2 separate regions of the Danio rerio genome follow, and region 2 is linked to region 1. A link is a contact called in public Micro-C data. All regions are on one chromosome and are shown on one strand. The core of a region is the stretch at or near the end of the contact, and the rest is flanking DNA. Distances in the headings are between cores, read along the strand shown.

The links. Hi-C and Micro-C count contacts between places; a contact is called where the count stands out from the background.
Region 2: a contact with region 1 is called in a Micro-C map of caudal fin, with 4 times the contacts expected there. The contact joins the promoter of zfp64 here to the enhancer-like site in region 1. A contact is called at or near these places in 3 of 18 Hi-C or Micro-C datasets (caudal fin, hematopoietic stem cells and an unstated tissue).

The regions. Positions count from the first base shown.
Region 1 is chr23:41,476,319-41,480,273 of GRCz12tu, reverse strand. LOC137489144 (a long non-coding RNA gene) reads left to right here. Exons shown (of 3, transcript XR_011008504.2): 3 at 3,250-3,955. Among named protein-coding and RNA genes, the nearest start is that of znf217, 32 kb to the left of the region's middle. Within about 2 kb of position 1,908, at least 24 of the 62 cell types and tissues checked have an H3K27ac peak or open chromatin away from gene starts, as enhancers often do. A contact at or near this core is called in caudal fin, where this site is marked.
Region 2 is chr23:42,093,961-42,098,422 of GRCz12tu, reverse strand. It overlaps zfp64 (zinc finger protein 64 homolog (mouse)), which reads right to left and starts at 3,099. Exons shown (of 6, transcript NM_001386517.1): 1 at 2,955-3,099. The coding sequence starts at 2,976.

The DNA of each region.
Region 1 (3,955 bases), core at 659-3,158:
ATAATTCACTCCATAAATAAACTAACAATAAATTAAAACAATTCAATCAAACTAGAATAAAATAATACAAAAATATTCAATCTAGCACCCTAATAATAATCTAATAAAAAAATGTAATCTAAAAATTATATTACATTTTACAAATATTAGTGTAAAAAAATATTTAAAAAGAATGCTAACAGCCTAATAAAAATAAAATATAAATAACAAACAAAGAAATAAAACAACGAAATGCTATAAATACAAAATTAATAATAATAATAATAATCAAATAAATGAATAATAAAAGTAACATTAATGAAAATCTAGAAATGTAAAAAAAATCTAAATAAAACAAATAACACAAACTATTAACAAAAGCTAAAGTTTAAAGTACATCTAAAAAAAATAATAAAACAAAAATGTAATGAATTAATGTGTTAATATACGCAATATGCACAATCCAATACTAATCAGCTAATAAATTAGATCATTTAATAAAAATAAAGTTAGTAATTGAATAAAAAAAAACAACATAATTAATATAACCATAAAACGTAATAAAAATAATAAAAAATGAGCAGATTCCATATATTTAGTTTAGTTTGGGTTTCTTTACAAAAAACAAAAACAAAACTAATACAATATATGTAAAGTAGGCTGGATTAAACAGGCAGTGTGCTTCTTGGTGAGTTTTTCAACCATAATTATTTTCTTAAAGTAGTCTAGTAAAAATATCCAGTAATATAAAATGAAGATGCATTCGGTTTGTTGTTTATAAAAAGTACTCGTGCCTCTCTGATAAATCTGTGGAAGTTTTTAAAGAGAAACCACTAGCAAAACCAGCCGAGAAACACAGATGGGGAGACACCTTGTGGAAGAACAAGGAACTTGACAAATGAATTTGTTAGTACGGAGAATATTCATAAAACAAGACGGCGAAGAGCATTATTATGTGCACAATCTACAGGAGGCAAGTTTCAAAACTGTTCTTACGAAATTACTCACTATTTGATATAATTACAGCTGTATCCCTGCATAAAAAAGCTTAAACCAGCCTCCTTGTTGGCTGGTTTTAAAGGGGTTTTGGCCATTTCCAGGCTGGTTTCCAGCTATTTCTAGGCTACTCCTAATTGGTCAGGCTGGAAAATTACCAGCTAGCCCAGCTTGGTTTAAGCTGGACATAGCTGGTTTTGGTTGGGCTCTCAGCCTGGCTGGTCAAGCTGGTTGTAGATTGGTTTAGGTGCACAACTCCTTTCGAGAAAGCTGATAAATATACAAAGCTACATACTACAACTTCTCTTTTTAATTAACAAAATATACCTATGCCATGTCAAAATATTGCGAAGTACACACACGTTAACAAAAAGCCTATGTGTACTTAGTTTCAATGGTTGAAAACATGTATATCGTCCAAACGCGGCCATTTTTTTGCCATATATGTCAATAATTTTTTACATATATGTTTATAGAATCCAAATGAACTTGTGTGCCATGCAATTACCATACATTTGCAATAGGGCCTAACCATACCGTTTGATATCTATATCAGATTTCACTCAAGTAACAGTTTGAACAACACTTGTTTTAGCCTAACATACGTTACTACAAATACCAAGATCCATGTCCATTCTATCAAAACCACGGCGAATTTGTGGTTTCAGTGTGATGTTTTTGGTTTTACAGCAAACGCCTAAAATTATTTTGTTTGAAACGTGAACGGTTAAAAGTTCGTTTAAAAATAATAACAACTCTCGTCATCGACTCGTGTTCATTCAGTGCGGATCTCTGAGTTTCTAGATATGAGTTTGATTAAATAACGACTGAATGTTGGAGGATTGTGTTATTTCACATGTCTGTCAGTGTAACTTGATGGCGGTGGGGGTTTCTACAATACCTGCAGTGTTGAGCAAAGCGTCTGTCAGCACGACGCACCAGAGCTCTTTAATATACACATACTGGAGGGAACCACACCTCAGCAATCCTGCTCTAGCTTTACTGCATTAATACTCTAAAGCGAACATAGACTGCTTATGCGATCTAATAGGCCTCTTTCTAACAATATAATCATTTTAAGGTTGAATCAAGTCATGTCGAGTGACTTAAAGAGACAGTTCGCTCAAAAGCCGGAAGTTCTGTCATAATTTACTCACTTGTCACAAACCTGTTTGGCTTTCTTTCTTGTAAAAAGAAGATATTCTGGAGAAAGTTGAATGCCGGTAACCATTCTTTTGCATTTGTTTTTCTTACTATGGACGTCGATTGGTGAGAGGTTTCCAGCTTTCTTCAAAATATCCTCTTTTAGGTTCAGCAGAAATAAAAAAGAGACTAGTAAAGGTTTCCTCAATTGATTGCGAGTAATTAAAGAGTACATTTTCATTATTTTTGGACTCTTTAAAAAATCAAGTTGAATTTTGTATAGCTTCACAAATTATGTCGAAACGTTTAATATCAAAGTGCAATTAAAATGTAAAATATATGAATAAATTAATGTATAGGCTATAGATAAATAAACAAATGAATAATTAGAAAAGGGAAAATGAGGATAGATAGATAGATAGATAGATAGATAGATAGATAGATAGATAGATAGATAGATAGATAGATAGATAGATAGATAGACTAAATTAATATATAGTCAATTAAATATGTAGGATAAAGATGGATGAATGGATGGAAAAGGGCTGAGTGAAAGTGGATAGATAGATGGATTACTATAATATATAGACAAATTCATATATAGGCTAAAAGTGGATGAATGGATAGAAAAGGGCTAAGTGAGGGTGGATAGATGGATGGATTACTATAAATAAATATATAGACAAATTCATATATAGGCTAAAGATGGATGAATGGATAAAAAAGGGGTAAGTGAGGGTGGACGGATGGATTACTATAAATTAATATATAGACAGATTTATATATAGGCTAAAGATTGATGAATGGATAGAAAAGGGCTACGTGAGGGTGGATAGATAGAACGATAGAACGATAGAACGATAGATAGATGGATGGATGGATGGATGGATGGATGGATGGATGGATGGATGGATGGGTGGATGGATGGATGGATGGATAGATCAGATATATACATATAAAGCAGCTATTTTAAATTGCAATATTATCAATCAGCATATGATGCTTCTGACAAAACCATAAAAAAATCTTACCAATCACAAGCTTTTGAGATACATCATTATTTTGTGTGTATATAAATCTATAGACAGTGTGAAATAATTCTGACTGTTTTTCTTCCTTATGTTTCTGCAGTAATGGAGCCTGGGAATGTCTCGGCCCCCTGAGGCTCCAGGAATCTGATCCATACTCAGATCTCTCTCTCTCTCTATCAGCAGTGACACACATTAGTGCTGACAAGGGTCCCGACAAACCCCTCTCTCCAGCCCCAAACCCCCTCTCCCACACAACACACTGCTGGACAGAGAAATGCGAGCACACTCACGGTAAATGCACAGGATAACATGCTGCTTCTTTCACGTCTTTATTGTTTTCCAAACTGTGTATTGACTGTGGGCGGTCCTGACAAAGACTGACATAATACTCTCTGCAAATATCTGCCCTTTAAAAATAAACTACTTAAAAATGAGCTTTCGCCTTAATCATAACTTATCATGAGAGACTAACAACCACATACACTGTAAAAAAGTCTTTCTTGCACTCATTTCTTTTAGATTAAATCAAATGTATTCAACTTATAGCCACAGCCTGACAAAAGTCTTGTCATTGATCTCAGTTGTAAGAGCAACAAATAATAACTTGACTTCTAGTTGATCATTTGGAAGGGTGGCAGGAGGTAGATTTTTCAGATGAATCCCAATCATCACAAATACCGCAGAAGACCTATTGGAACCAACATGGACCCAAGATTCTCACAGAAATCAGTCAAGTTTGGTGAAGGAAAAATCATGGTTTGGGGTTACATTCAGTATGGCAGCGTGCATTACAAACCACAGGAGAG
Region 2 (4,462 bases), core at 1,850-4,349, 620 kb before region 1:
CACTACTGTAATGTGCACTGCATTATGGGTATTTTTGTACTATTTTTATAGTTAATTACTGTATATTGGAAATTTGCGGTATTCTACTGTAAGCAGCAGATGAAAGACTTCTAATGCTTCTCTGTGTGAGTGTGTGTTCCAGAGCAGGAAAGGTTATGCATGACCGTGGGGGTTTTCGTTTCAATAACAGTTGGCAGGATCTCAAACTCCAGCATTTTTGCTATGTAATAATTAAACCAGTATTAAAACTTATTTAAACACCATATTTTGAGTTTTGGTCTAGTTTGAATGGCCATTGGGCTACTTTTGTCAAGAAAACTTGGCAACCCTCATGTTAATGTATGAGTAATTATTTCACATAAAAACCCCTTTAAAGGTGTTTTTACGCTTTCTTAGTGCAGTATTAAAAAACGCAAATTTCAATTTTAAGCTTGTTAAAAATCCCCTAAAAAGTTACAGCAAAAATATAATGATAAGTGCAGTAATAAATAAATAATGATATAACAATGTCTTGAATTTGCTGTGTTTGTAAATATATATATTTAAACTAGGGGTGTCAAAATTAATCGTTTCTTCAATGCACCGCAATGCAGACGCGGACAATTCGGTATCGGTTCAGTAATAATCATAACCGGTTATTACTGACGTCATTTACCTCATATGCGCTCTGTCGCGAGGGAGACGATCGCGAGTATTTACAACGCTCTAACTACTTAATACTCATGAACTGTGCACAATTTCACTGTGTGTGTTTGAGAATAAAAGTAGCCTACCCCATCTCTCTCTCGCTCTCTCTCTCTCGCTCACTTTCGCTTTGCCTCTGTCTCTGTCTCTCTCTCTTTCTCACACACACACAGTGGCCCATTTGACCTGCTGGCGTGACTTTTCTTTTCCGCTCGTACAGAAACGAGCGCGTGTCTGCAGAGTTTTCTCCACCGTGTCTATCATAGATCAGCTGTGAGATCGCCGCTGCCACCTGCCGCTTATCATTCATCTGAAGAGCGCAGCGCGCAAGAGCCAATCGCAACCGTTTCTGTTGAGGGTGTAACCAATCAAAGAGGTGTAATAGAACTAGACAAGGATCAGAAATTGAGCTGGATATTTATATTTGTTTATATTATTTGCTAAATGCTAATTTTTTTTAAAGTTACAGTTTATATATCTGACTGTATTAAATGACACAATTGTATTACAAATAATAACCTATATAAATATAAATATATTCATACATTTTAATACAAGAGCTGCTGCTGTGAAGAAAATGTGATGCACTGAAATATCGAATTGAACCGAATCGATGGCATGATAATCGTAACCGAACCGAACCGTGAGACTAGTGTAGGTTCACAGCTCTAATTTAAACACAATCCTATACAGGATATGGGTCAGTTTCATAATATTAGCATTCATTTAATTAGGTACAAAGAAAAAGTAAAGTGTTGAATATTTTAAACATGTGACACTTGTAAAAACATAAGAATATCGGTCACACGTTATAATGAGGTTGTGAAATTTACAAACATAACCAAGCAAAAAGCAAAAAGTCAGATTTGTTAGTATATTACCTATTATTACACTGGATTATTTTTGAGTGGTTGTCTTCTCTATATCACGATAAAAAAGTACAACAGGCGTTATTTTAAAATCGCATAATTGATGATAAGATAAAGTTGGTTATAGTTGCATATTAAGACATTCTCCTTATTAATTTACTTTCAGAAAAGTATTTCTAAATTGGGAAATCATACCAACAGCAAATTATTATCAAAGTACAACACTCTTTACAGTCAGTTAAATAGTGCTAATGTTGTTTTGAAGTCATAGTTACAGTTCTCAGCATAACTGAGTACACCCCATTTCAGAAATGAATATTTGACTCCATTTCTCAGTGAATATCGGTCATATATTTTGGTGCATTATTAAACGGATATATTTATTAAAATAATATTTTAGTCATCAAACATCTTTAGAAATTTAAAGATAATACATTTCCATATTTTTGCAAAATATTGCAAAACAAATTACAAACTACAACATTTCAACTAAACATTTGGATTTTTTTCTTCTCTTGAATTTAGCTCTTTTTACATTTTTTATATCAGTCACAGTCATTCTTACATAAGATTTCGGACACAATATACAAAGTAGCATGGTAAACAATATAGTCTGTGTGTCACTGGTAAAATTTGATTTATATACATTCTCCTTTAAAATAAAGCATTAAAATATACAATAAAAAAGTAATATTATTACTGATTTATATATATTGAAAATATATAGAAAACATAGAAATCATATTTGCAACCAATGACTTCAGTACAACAATCTCATGTAAGTATGACTTCAAAACATTAATACTATTTAAATGACTGTGATCAATGTTGTACTTTGATAGTCATTGTCTGCTAATATGATTTTCCTTTTTTTTAAAATACTTTTCTAAACCTATATTATTAACTGGGAAGTCTGAAAGTGTGAATTTTTACCTCAATGGATTTTACTCATTATTGATATTAAACATTAAAAATAGTGTGATAAACAATATAGAGACAGTGTCACAAGTTGTCACTGAACGAATGTTAGAATATAAAACCAATTTTACTTCAATTTTGACGTGGTAAACAATATAGATATTATTAAAATGAATAAATGTGCGAAAATAAAACCTTACACTTATTACCAAATTAGTGTACGTTATCTCCATATCTTAAGCAACTTCCATTTACGTTTAATCAACAATGTAAGAAACATGCCACATAAACATTGTTATTATAATATATATATTTATTATGACATATTAAAATGGACTTTTCCTGAATCTATCAGTTTACCAGCATCACCAGTTTACTGGATCTCTTAATGTATAGGTATCTAACGTTATTTCACGAAGGGTTTTCTTTTAAAGTCTATTTCAAAACAATGCATTTCTTTGATTTTCTCATATCTTTTTATACCTTCTCCGTTGAATGTTGCCATCTGGATGAAAATGTCAGCTGATTTTGAGTATGTGCTGTATTTGACAACTTTAATTCGCGTTTGCTGCTGTTGCTGTTCCGTGTCCTCTTCATTTCAAACGGGGTTTTCAGCAGAGTTGAGGGTTTTGCGACAGTGTGAACTGCTTGACGGTAAACAACATTTCGTCGCTGGAAAGCGTTCAGGGCTGTTGAACAGAAGCAGCGCCTCAACAGTCAGGAGACGCAGGTAAGTTCATTCAGTTAATATTTAAGATTTAAACTTGGATTAAAAAGTGTGATAATAAAAGTGTGTTTTGTGATGATTTTGAAACGTTGTATGCATGGTAAGGGTATTATGTTTATGACATGGCTTTACCTTTTTTTACAGTCTATGTTTTACCTAAACATACAAACTTAACTTTCCCAGGGATGGGTTGCGGCTGGAAGGGCATCTGCTGCGTAAAAACTTGCTGGATAAGTTGGCGGTTCATTCCGCTGTGGCGACCCCGGATAAATAAAGGGACTAAGCCAACAAGAAAAAATGAATGAATGAATGAATACAAACGTAACACTGTAAGGGCCATTCTTCAACTACGGGCATTTTTAGCCTTGTGAAGTTGAGTAAAAAACTTGTTCAAAATTAACGTTACATAGCCTCAAAAGTTTAAACAATTTGTCTAGTTTTAAGATCTGTAAGAGGACAAAATTAGATAAAAGAGAAACATTTTTTTCCATCGTGAACTAAACAAATGTCAATTCCATCACATCTCAATATACAGCTTTTATTTCAAAATGAAATAAATGATGGCAGTGAAACTTTGTCTAAGATCATTTTTATATCTAGTTTAACCAATTTTTCCACAATATATACAATAATTATTCATTTGTCAATTAAATAAATTAGTCCCTTAGGACCAAATGCTGAATTATACACCTGTCACACTCTAGAATTTAATATTAATTTGGTTAAGGGCTTATTAGAAAATAAATAAACCGAATTTGTATATTAAATAGAGCATAAATATTGTAAATACACCTTTAATGTGTGATGAGGACTTTCTAAATATTATTTTAAAACGTGTGTGGTGATGTAAATGACAGTGGTGAAAATGACATTTCAACAGTTTATCGTGAAAACATGAAAAATAGCTTCACCGATGAGCTTTGAATTGATACTAGCCTTTCATGTATACAAAACACTCTTTTTTTTAACCTTGATTTTGTTTTGTTTCTAAAAACATCTTTGAAGGTACAACATGTTTGGAAATGACTAGGCCCACACGGAATCTGCGCGCGCAGAATTCCGCAGATTTTCTGCAGAATTCCGCAAATTTTTTGCCCATTATTAATTCTGTTTATTTACTTGAGTAAATCTGTAAATCTGAATTTATTCAGTTTTTATTCAGTAATTTATTACTTTTTATTTAATATATTAAGGTTCTAGTTATGGTACTCCGCTAGATACTCCCAAAATAATTCTGCAGAAATCCGCAGATTTTTACCAAAAT